2 separate regions of the Rattus norvegicus genome follow, and region 1 is linked to region 2. Evidence: chromatin contacts called from public Hi-C data. All regions are on one chromosome and are shown on one strand. Each heading gives the region's core, a stretch centred on a gene start, on an enhancer-like site or on the middle of the called end of the contact. The rest is flanking DNA. Distances are from core to core; before and after follow the strand shown. Region 1 holds the start of Cavin4 (caveolae associated protein 4). Region 2 holds the start of Msantd3 (Myb/SANT DNA binding domain containing 3).

Region 1 (5,330 bases), core at 1,287-3,786, 130 kb after region 2:
ATTCCTCTCGGTCATGGTGGGTTAGTGGCAGTTTGAAGCCAGTTGCTTGGTCTGTCAGCCAGCTCCCTCGTGATGAAATGGATGTGATCCCAGCCCTGTCTACACCAGACGATTTTTTTAAATAAGGATTAGTGAGAGAAAATCCACTGTAACCACCAGAAACATTATCATTAAGGCTTTTACGTTAAGGCAGAGCAGCCCTCTTTGAAACTGAATGAAAACATTAGAGTGGAAATTGGTTTTGTAATGGCACTGTTTCCAGGAAGGAGCATTTGCACAGATGGCTACTACTAATACTAGGTGGTTATTACTAACAGTAGGATCCAAACTCAAAGTGACCGGAATTCAACTCTGCGTTTGCACATTCCCTTGCAAGAGCTGACCATGCAGTCTGGTGGGTAGAGACAGGAATAGTTACACTGTCCTGAGATTTAATCTACATTAGGGCCACCTTTACTGAAATATAAGAGCAGACACCAGGAGGCCCTCACCTGTAGGGTCCCAGTTTCCTGGGTGGCTCTGTGGCGTGCTGCAGCCATGTGTCCTCCAGCCCTGCTTGACTTGTTTCCTTGACTTAGAGGACTCTGGTGCATCCTGTCTGAGATCACCGATGCGGTGCTACTCGGTCTCCACCAGCGAAGCTTTTCTCGTCGTTTTGGCTCAGTGAATGATGCTCAGGAAAAGTACTCAGATCAGCATCTTTTCTACCGACACTGAGATCAGTCACAGGCACTGAGGAGTTACCGGGCCAGAGAGGCAGATGTCCCTCTCAGAGTGTGTATCAGCAGTGTGTGAGCTCTCCCAACTCCAGCCACACAGCAGAGAACAGCCAGTCACTGTGCCTGTCCTCCTCATTATTAGTCCTGAACTAAGCGTCTCTTTCTTCTTTCTCTCACGGGGTGCAGTGTGTGAACTGTGTGGTACTTTGACTTCGTATAAACATCCTTAAGTGATTTCGTTTCTTAATTTCTGTGTTTCCATGCAACAGAAAATGCCCCAAGAACAACAGAGGACGACGGCAGAAGCAAAACCTAGGTCACTTTACTTCAGAGACTTCATCCAGGATGGTTTGAGCTGCTGACTTTTATATGCACACTGACCACGTGATGTACATTTATTATGTCTTTTTTTAAAGAATGGAAATATTTATTTCAGAGGCCTTATTTTTGGACATTTTTAGTGTAGTACTGTTGGCTCGTATTTAGAATATTCAGCTACAACAGTTTTTGACTGTTTAGTAGTCTCCGTCTTATGTTTTTAAATATGGAAATTGGCTCCACGGATTTGTAACACATGGTAATACTAAGACTTGCTCTTTATCCATGGAATGTAATATTTTTGCAGAGACGGATGGACCCACTTCATAGTCGTTATAAAGTCATACTTTCTTCCCCAATGACCACAGCAAATGACAAAGCATGAACTAAAAGTAAAGATGTTTACAGATTACTTTTCTTACAAAAAAGAAAAAAAATCTAGAGGACACTGTGTTTAAATAGATATTCAAATGTTTTTTGAGATTTAGTACCTGGTTTTTTTTAGATACTTCCCCTATTGCATGAGCTGCAAAGCTGTGTGTGTGTTAGATGTAACATATTTATAAGCTGAACGAACTGGAACTGACCATTTCTCTCTTTGGAGAAGTAATCCTAATAATTTTAAAAGGTACCTGGGAATTAACAATGGAACAGATCGTTGAAAATAGACTTAGATATTGTCAAGATAGGGTGTTTTAATGAGCAGATCGGGAGAAAACCTACAGTATCAGTTAAACTACTTTAATGCGCGTTCATTTTTAAACATTGTATCTGTTTTCATATAAATGTACAAATTGTATCAGTGTTTGTGAATACAACGCAGAAATAATTGTTGATGATCGGTGCTCTGAAAGCGAGCTTAAAAAATGACCTAAGACCTCTAATTCGAATCTGTCCTGCAGTAGCTCTATTAATAGATTGTTGGTGTTTAAAAGTCTGAGCTGTGAGTAGAATGTTATCGAGGTGTTTAATGTGTAGTTTAGCCAGTCAAAATTATGCATGTAGAATTTAAAGACTATGTTTAAACTTAAATATTAATTTTAATAATTTGATTTGGAAAAGCATGTTATAATATAATGTTTTCACTATACGGTCTTCTTTGTGTGCTCATTTCTTGTGTTCTTTGATGTTGGCCTGCGAGGGCTCATAATAGGCGAGATTACAGGACAGGAAGATTGCAGCTCAGAATTCTCTTTCCTCTTACAAATGATCTGAAGAGAAAAGCTTTATTCAGTGTTTGGAGCTACATGGCTTGTAGGCTTAGTATGAGCAACATAGTGGCTTCAGTGAACTCCTTCAGACAGCTCTCCCCTTCCACCCACACAGACCTATTTGAGGTCCTTAGTCAGTCGGCAAGCATGTTTGGAACCAGCCCCGGTGCTTTGCAAGGGCTCATGTTGCAGGGCAGTCACGTATGGGCACTTGTAGTTATAAATACTTGACCACTCTCCAGCGTGCGGTTTTCAGCCCTTTAAAGCAGCTTCGTTGCCGGCTACCAAGCCGACTTTTGGCTCCGAGTGTAGGAGCCGATCGCTGTAGGACATCTTCTGCTGAGAAAAAAAAGTAAAATGGAACACAATGGATCTGCTTCAAATGCTGGTAAAATCCACCAGAACCGATTGTCAAGTGTGACTGAAGATGAAGACCAGGACGCAGCTCTCACAATTGTGACTGTGCTGGACAGGGTGGCCACCGTCGTGGACAGCGTGCAGGCAAGCCAGAAGAGAATCGAGGAGAGACACAGAGAGATGGGGAACGCCATCAAGTCTGTCCAGATAGACCTGCTGAAGCTCTCACAATCACACAGCAACACGGGCTACGTTGTTAACAAGCTGTTTGAGAAGACCCGGAAAGTCAGCGCTCACATTAAAGATGTGAAGGCCCGGGTAGAGAAGCAACAGGTTCGAGTAACCAAAGTCGAAACCAAGCAAGAAGAAATAATGAAGAAGAACAAGTTCCGCGTGGTAATCTTCCAGGTAAGCTTGCACTTGGGGCCAGCTCGATGACCATAATCCCCGTCATCCTTTGCCATCGGGTCACAGGGGTTTCCAGTGTCACCTCCCAGCCACAGTATATGGGAATGTACTGAGCTCACCAAGTAGTCACCTCGGGAGAGAGAGCCATTTCTAACCACTGCTGCTGTCACCCATGGGGCAGGCTTCTTAATGGTCATGGAATGTGGACCCAGGCTTGTGGCTCAGGCTATTTCTTGCCTTTGAAACTCAATCCCGTCAGGTTCTTTCGGCATTTGAGTTCTATTAAGCCCAGTGACCCAGTAGACTTTAGAACGTTGGAACCAAACAGGTCCTAAGCAGTCTCAAGTTTAAAAACTACCTTTGCTACATAAAAGAAGAAACTGGGTGGGAGGGCGGTCAAAGGAGATGCAGTCCAGGGGTAGAACATTTGCCCATGTGGCTGAGACCTGTGTTTGATTGACAGCATCCCCCTAAAAGAAAACAAGTTAGGAACCAGCACCCCGGCAGCCATGGTTTTATTCTAAGAACCCAACTGGTAAATCAAAAACTCTGAATATAGTTTGTCCATTGGAATTTTTTTGTATTATTCACAATAAGAAAAGTTACCTGTTTCCACATGAATAATCGAGTCATTGTTTGTTTTTAAAATGTTGACTGTTTTTGTAAGACAGTCCATCCTGTAGTTCATGCTGATCTCACTATGTAATAATCCGGGCTTAGCCTCTCACATGCTAGGATTATAGACATGAGCCACAAGTCCCCCCTTAAGTTTTATGTTTTAATATTATTCTTAAAATAATGCAGGTATCGAAGTCCCATAGATAATTCCTTGCTCAATTGAAAAACCTTTTTATTTTTATTGTTTGCTAAGTTCCTATAACTGTTCAATAACTTTTTTTTTTAAAAACCCACGGCAAATGCATGTATATTTTTTAAGCTCTTGAATTAAAAAGGACAAGTTGGACTCCTTAGCCACATTAAGAACGAGCGATGACAGGAAGAGACGAAGCAGATGAGGGCAGAGTTCTTTGCTCACCTATTTAAACACTGCCCGTCTCAGAACTGTACATCCAGAGTGTGAAGGTTGGGGCAGACCCGCCTGTCCTGGTCTGCTCTCGGGAGAAGCGGTTGGCATAACAGTTTGGAAGACATTTTTGATAGTGTGTACTGTAAACATTAAACATTCCTAAACCTATCGGCCCCCGAATTTGATGTCAGAGGATTGGTTGTGAGCGTGAAGTCAGGAATGTGTGGGAATGTTCATCCATGCATACGCACAGCTATGTACTTTTAAAAGTGGAAGTCTGTGTGCACAGAGCCCTAGAAGAGTAGACACAACATGGAATATGGACATGCTTGATTGAAATATTGGACCTTAACCTTCATGTTCTTAGTGCATTCGGCAGTGCCCCAGACTCTCTGAGTGGTCAAGTTACGCTGCAATGGGCGAGTGGTATTTTTGGATCTGTTTTTAGGAGTTCACAGGTTATTTAGGGAAAAAAAATAGGGAATTTCAAAGATACAAGAGTAGACTGATGTCTTCAGAATTCCTTTCCCATCACTCTTTTCTTCTAGGCTCCTAGAGGCCTTTCTCTACGCTTATTAACAATGTCTCCTGACTTCAGGTGTCCCTTCCACTATTGGTGCAGACAGTGGTGAGCTGGACATGGGACGGAAGGATAAATCCATTCACCTTCTGGGGCGTCAGCCACGGCCTGGGTGCCCACCCTCCATTTGCATGCATAATGTCAGGAAGTACACTTGGGGTCCCATGTTTTTGGGGAACCTGTATGCAAGGCAGTGGACCAGGGTTCCTTCAGGACGCACAGAAGCTACAGCAGGGAAACAGAAATTCCACCTGGCCGTGTCTATTGATGTAATTCCCGCCCTGCCCCCTACTTAAAAGTTGGTTTTCGGGGTTGGGGATTTAGCTCAGTGGTAGAGCGCTTGCCTAGCAACCGCAAGGCCCTGGGTTCAGTCCCCAGTTCCGAAAAAAAAAAAAGAAAAAAAAAAAAGAAAAAGTTGATTTTCTGTTTGTCTCTATCCTCCGTAACTTACTGGTGTTTCCCTCCTGTCTTTGGATCCTGAAGTTCTGTAGAGAAGCTGAGAGGTACTAGTTAATGATAATCCTCTTTTCTTTTAGGATAGACTATCTGGAAGGTTCTGCAAAACTAAGATGTTTAAATTAGGCCAGCAGCTTGTCAAAAAAAATTACCATCTTTTATAAGCCTACAGGGAAAATATGAAGTCTCGTATTGTGGACCTAAGGCTCAAATTCGTGTACTTGTTATAGGTTAGAACGTATATAGATAGGTAC
Region 2 (5,003 bases), core at 556-3,055:
TACTATCAATCAAACTCCCAATCTAAATTGATCTTCTAATTTCAGCCCAATAGCTTTCCTTTGATTGCGTCCTCATTTAAGATTAATATCTTTTTTCTAAAGGATTTATTTATTATGTATAAGTACACTGTAGCTGTCTTCAGACACACCAGAAGAGGGCATCAGATCTCATTACAGATGGTTCTGAGCCACCATGTGGTTGCTGGGATTTGAACTCAGGACCTCTGGAAGAGCAGTCAGTGCTCTTAACCACTGACCCATCTCTCCAGCCCAAGGTTAATATCTTTAAGGACTTCTAACCCAACATGAAGCGGAAGGCCTAAGTGCAAATGGTGTGTCATAAAGTTTGTTTGCCAGTCCCACCCTCCCCACCCACCAGTCAGTTTCCTGACTCTGAGCAGTTTCAAAGCTCCTGGGACACTAGACAAGTTATTGTTAACACAGGAACAAGAAAGCAGTTACAATCCTTAGTCTAGGACATTTTATAGGTGTTTCTGCCATCATACCCTGAAATGTTAGGTGTTTCTCTGTTTTTTGTTTGTTTGTTTGTTTGTTTGTTTTCACAGTCCAAAACCTGGACGATTACCTGTTTAAAGATTGCGGGCGACTGCATGTGTGGCTCATGCCTGTAGTTCCTGCATTCCAGAGACAGAGGCAGGGGGATGTGATGTTCAAGGTTATCCTCGGCCTCATAGCAAGTTTGAGGCTAGCCTGGGCTAGAGGCTAGCCTGGGCTAGAGGAGACCCTGTCTCAAAAGCAACAACAACAAAAAGTTACACATATGACCACATTACCATATATGATCCAGAAATTCTACTCTTAAGTATGTGTCCCGAAGAATTGGAAACAGGTTCTTTAGACAAATGCATGTCTAGGGGTGTTCAGAGAACCAGCTCACATTAGCCAAAAGGTGGAAATAATCTAGACTCCACTAACTGATCTGAGAACAGATAAGCAAATTGTAGAATACACATACCATGGTCATCCTATGCAGCCATGAAAAGCAATGGAGTAAGACGCATGCTACAATCTGGATGAAACTTGTCTGTAATCTTTGACCTGGCCAGAGTGACCAGGCCAGGTGAAGTCAGCCCATGTTCTCAGCTACTAGCTAGGGAGGCTAAGGCAGGAAGTTTGTAGGTTCAAAGGCTTCCTGGGATCCCAGAGCAAGTTCAAGGCCAGCCTGGGCAGCTTAGTGAGCACCACTGCTCACATCGTGTCCCCTGCCCCGTGCTCCAAAAAGACTCATGACTCCATTTATATGAAATATACAAAAAGGTAAATCTATAGAAACAGGAAAAAGATTAATGATTTTTAGGGACTAGGCAAAGGAGTGACTACGTAATTGGTGCGGGGGATGTGGAGTGGGGGGTCCTTCTGATGGAACTGTTAAGAATAAGGAGGTGAAGTGGTTACTGCTAACTATTCTAAGTGTAATAAGTGCTACTGGCTTGTTTACTTTTAAATGGCTGTCTTTATGCTTTGTTGAGTTTCATCTCGCTTAGAAAGAAAAAGTTTGAGAACCTTCTCTTTGCCCATCTCTGGGCTTGGAATCTTCTTAACGGATCTATGGCAAAAGAAACACTCAGGCTTCATCCTTGGGGGAGGGGTAAAGGCCTTGTGGGAAGAAGGACCCCTGTCCCCAGTTGTTTAAGCCTCCGTGCCTTCGTCGCAGCGCGCCTTGGGTCCCACTGAGTAGGCACACAGGGTCTGAGTCGTATCCTGAGGTCGGTGTACACAGCCCGGGTCCTTTGGGGAGGGGGAGCGCACACACCCTCTCAGGAGACACATCCCGCCGATTAGAACCACAAAAGTTGGCGCTGAACTCAGAGTAGGAGGGGGTGCCGTCCCCAGCCTCGTGGAGTCCCCGAAGAAAAGGGCTCGCGCTAACTCGTGCGGGTGACTGCCACATCCCGGGTGTGGGAAAATGCGTTCTTTTGTTGTTGGCGGAGACGGGCCCCCTTTCGCAGCTTCCGGGCCAAGGTGGGCAGCGCGGCTGGACCGCGGCTCGGGGAGGTGGGGACTGCGCGAGGCCGCGCTCCCGCCCTCCGCGGCGCCCACCGAGCGGCAGGCGGCAGCGGCCCGCGAGGGGGCGGCGGCGCGGGGCTTTGTGGCCGCGGAGCGCGCGGCGGGGCCTGGCCGGCCGGGGGCGCGCGGCCGCCCGGCGCCTGGAGCCCGCGGCCCTGCCGGCCGCCCAGCCCGCCAGAGCAGCCCAGGCCGCCGCGCCCGCGCCTCCGCTCCCCTCCCCGGGACTCGCGGCCGCCGCGCCGCCGCTGCAGGTAGGAAGCTGAGGCCGGGAGGGCCGCGGGCGGCCGGGAAAGCGGGCGGAGCGGGAGCGCGGGGGGCTGGCGGGCTCCCGGGCCGAGCCGCCGCGCCCTCCTCCCCGCAGGCCGACGGCCGCCTGCGCGCGCCGCGGTGCCCCGGGAGCCCGGCCGGCCTGCCGCGTACAAAGCGCCGGCGCGCGGGCCTCGCAGTCGCGCTGGAGCTCCCGGGACAAGGCTCGGAGCCCGGGGGCCGGGAAGCTCTTGGGGGGAAAATCCGGCAGACCCGGCGGAGCCGCGGTCCTCATATCCCTACTGTGTGCAGGGAACTGCGCTCGCCGCTTTTCAGTACTTGTCTCCATTGAGACCCCCTGCCTCCTCCAGTCCGATCCAGAGGTATAAAGGGCTGGGTCCTTCCTTCCGAGGATCTTAGGAGAAAATAGTGCATCACATCCCTGCCCGACTGACCTTGGGGAAGCTCCTTTACTCCGAGGCTGCCGGCTTGATGTTTCTATTATGGGGGAGTAGGGTGTGATGTAATACCTACCCCCAAGTACTATTGTAAGAGATAATGTGTGTCTGCTGATAGCTAAAATTAAGCACTTCGTGTCCCAGGCTCTTGGTCCTAAACAGTTGGCTTGAATTATTAAATAATCGCACTGGCATTGATAGCTCTGGCAGTCTGTAAATTGCAGGAAGGGGTTTTATGTTGGAGAAAGAAACAAGAATTTAGTCTCCAGTTCTGATTATTGAGAATGGATGTTTTATTGCTATGCTAAGCACAAAATGTTTTGCGGTACTTAGGAGAATGGCTCCAGGGTAAAGACACATATTTCCACACATTTAAAACTAGAGCTGGAATCATAGGGCCAGAGTCGTGTGGGGGATTTTAGCATGTCGGACCAGACCACGAGTGTGTACTTAGGAAATTGTTGAAAGTTAATAAAATAGTTCCCGAGTTTAGGATTGAGGACAGCTATGAGAGTTTGAAACCAGAGAGGAAGAAAAGGGATGGAGAAAAAGTATTTCAAAACCTGGAGAAAGATGGGGTCATCTGCTTACTCTCCCCACAACTGCATCTGAGGTCCATTCTGAGGTGGCTGGAGAGCTCCCGAAGAAAGATCAGAAGTTGTCTTTCTTCACTCCTGCAGCTGGGTGAGAGCGTTCAGATGTCATGCAGGCAGTGTTGTTAGGCCTGGCAGAGCATTACACGTCTTGGGATGCAGTCGATCGTGGTCGTCTGCCTCAGGAGGTGAAGCATGCAAACAAAACCCCTAAGGTTGCTATAACATGCTTAGCAGACCGGGGACCTAACCGATGTGGGACACAGTGGGCTTGAAGGAACTTTTGAGTTTCAGTTTGGGATGGGGAGAACTGAGAAAGTCTTCACAGTCTGAGTGAAAAAATGAGGAAGACAAGAACAATCCGGGCTGCAGTAGCAGGGAAGAGAGGTCCTCGGTCTGCTGGAAGCATGGTGGGCTCTTCTCAGAGAGGCACCCTGGCCTCTCCTAGTGTCTTCCCTGTTGTCGCCTTTCCCATGACAGACTTCTTGGATAGAGGGGTTTTGTTTTAAACTCGGACTCAGAAGAGGACTTTGGGGTACACAGCAATGATAAGAGTAGCAACTAATGCACAGTGGACAGAGCGGGTGCTCTGGGGGAGAGGGACAGCTGGGGCCTCATCTATTTCTCAGCTATCACTCACCTTTGGGATTGTGAGCGTGAGAGAGAATGTGACCCTCCCCCCCAAGTAGTTGGCAGGGAACTCAAACAGCGCTTCATTCAAAAAAAAAAAAAAAAAAAGTCTCCAGAGTGCCAGTCGTCCGCTGAGTCATGCTCCATGCAGAGATGAGTCAGAAATGATCTCTTTCCTTAGGAGTTTCCCATCCCACGGAGGGAGATGGTCACAAAGGGCACGTGACAAAACATGTGGTAAGTGCCACTGGTTTATGTTTATGGTGGACAACGTGCTTGCAGAAGAGTGGGTCACCTCCCTTCCTAGAGAGGGCGGCGTGCTTCAGTGGGGTGAGTTTGAGACTATAGCAGAGATTCTGAATGTTCTTATTCATGCTACCAGGTCTCAGCTGTGACATTCTCTCTCTTAAAAATAATAAACTAAACTAAAATGCCGTTGCGGTGTGCACAGAACTGGTGAACTACTTGTCCCGTAGAGTCTGGAGAGTGTTCTAGGGTAGTACAGCGAGTGGATTAGTAAGTAGATGGCTAGCGGAAGTGAGGGAATAAATAGTGAGCAGCAGATGGAGAAAAGCTGTAGTTGGGTTGCAGAGCATCGATTCCAGTGATGGGCATCAGGCAGAGACCACTGAAGGCAGACCAACTGCAGAACAACCGGGAGACTACATCAAATCTAGGGCTTACAAATACGCAGCTGAAATCCACCCACCAAGGACGCCCCATTGGGTGGTCAGCTGGACTTTCCAATCACGAGTCCCAGGTGGCATGGATCTCTCCTTGGATAAAAGAACAAACAGCAGCAGACAGAGAAAGAACGCGATCAAATTGGGAGTTCACAGCAGTGAAACTAACTGTGGAAGGTGACAGAGTCAGCAGGCAGGAGTTCCCAACTGGGAGAATCCTAGGCTGGAGGGTCCATCCGCTCTGTAGATGAGCATTCTGTGGATGGACTTAGAGCTTCACATTCAGTTAAGCTGGTTGCAAACAGTTATCTCCCAACTGTTCTCAGTGACGGAATGTGCGTGATACCCACCGTGGCTTGCTCTTT

Evidence for each region. A called contact is a pair of places that touch in the nucleus more often than the background predicts.
Region 1: a contact with region 2 is called in a Hi-C map of psoas muscle, with 2.3 times the contacts expected there. The contact joins the promoter of Cavin4 here to the promoter of Msantd3 in region 2. A contact is called at or near these places in 3 of 12 Hi-C or Micro-C datasets (Schwann cells, mammary epithelial cells and psoas muscle).

What each region holds. Positions count from the first base shown.
Region 1 is chr5:67,789,896-67,795,225 of GRCr8, forward strand. Cavin4 (caveolae associated protein 4) reads left to right here and starts at 2,537. Exons shown (of 2, transcript NM_001107931.3): 1 at 2,537-3,013. The coding sequence starts at 2,606. It overlaps Tmeff1 (transmembrane protein with EGF-like and two follistatin-like domains 1), which reads left to right. Exons shown (of 10, transcript NM_023020.2): 10 at 989-2,125. The coding sequence ends at 1,073.
Region 2 is chr5:67,659,746-67,664,748 of GRCr8, forward strand. It overlaps Msantd3 (Myb/SANT DNA binding domain containing 3), which reads left to right and starts at 1,806. Exons shown (of 3, transcript NM_001108664.1): 1 at 1,806-1,899.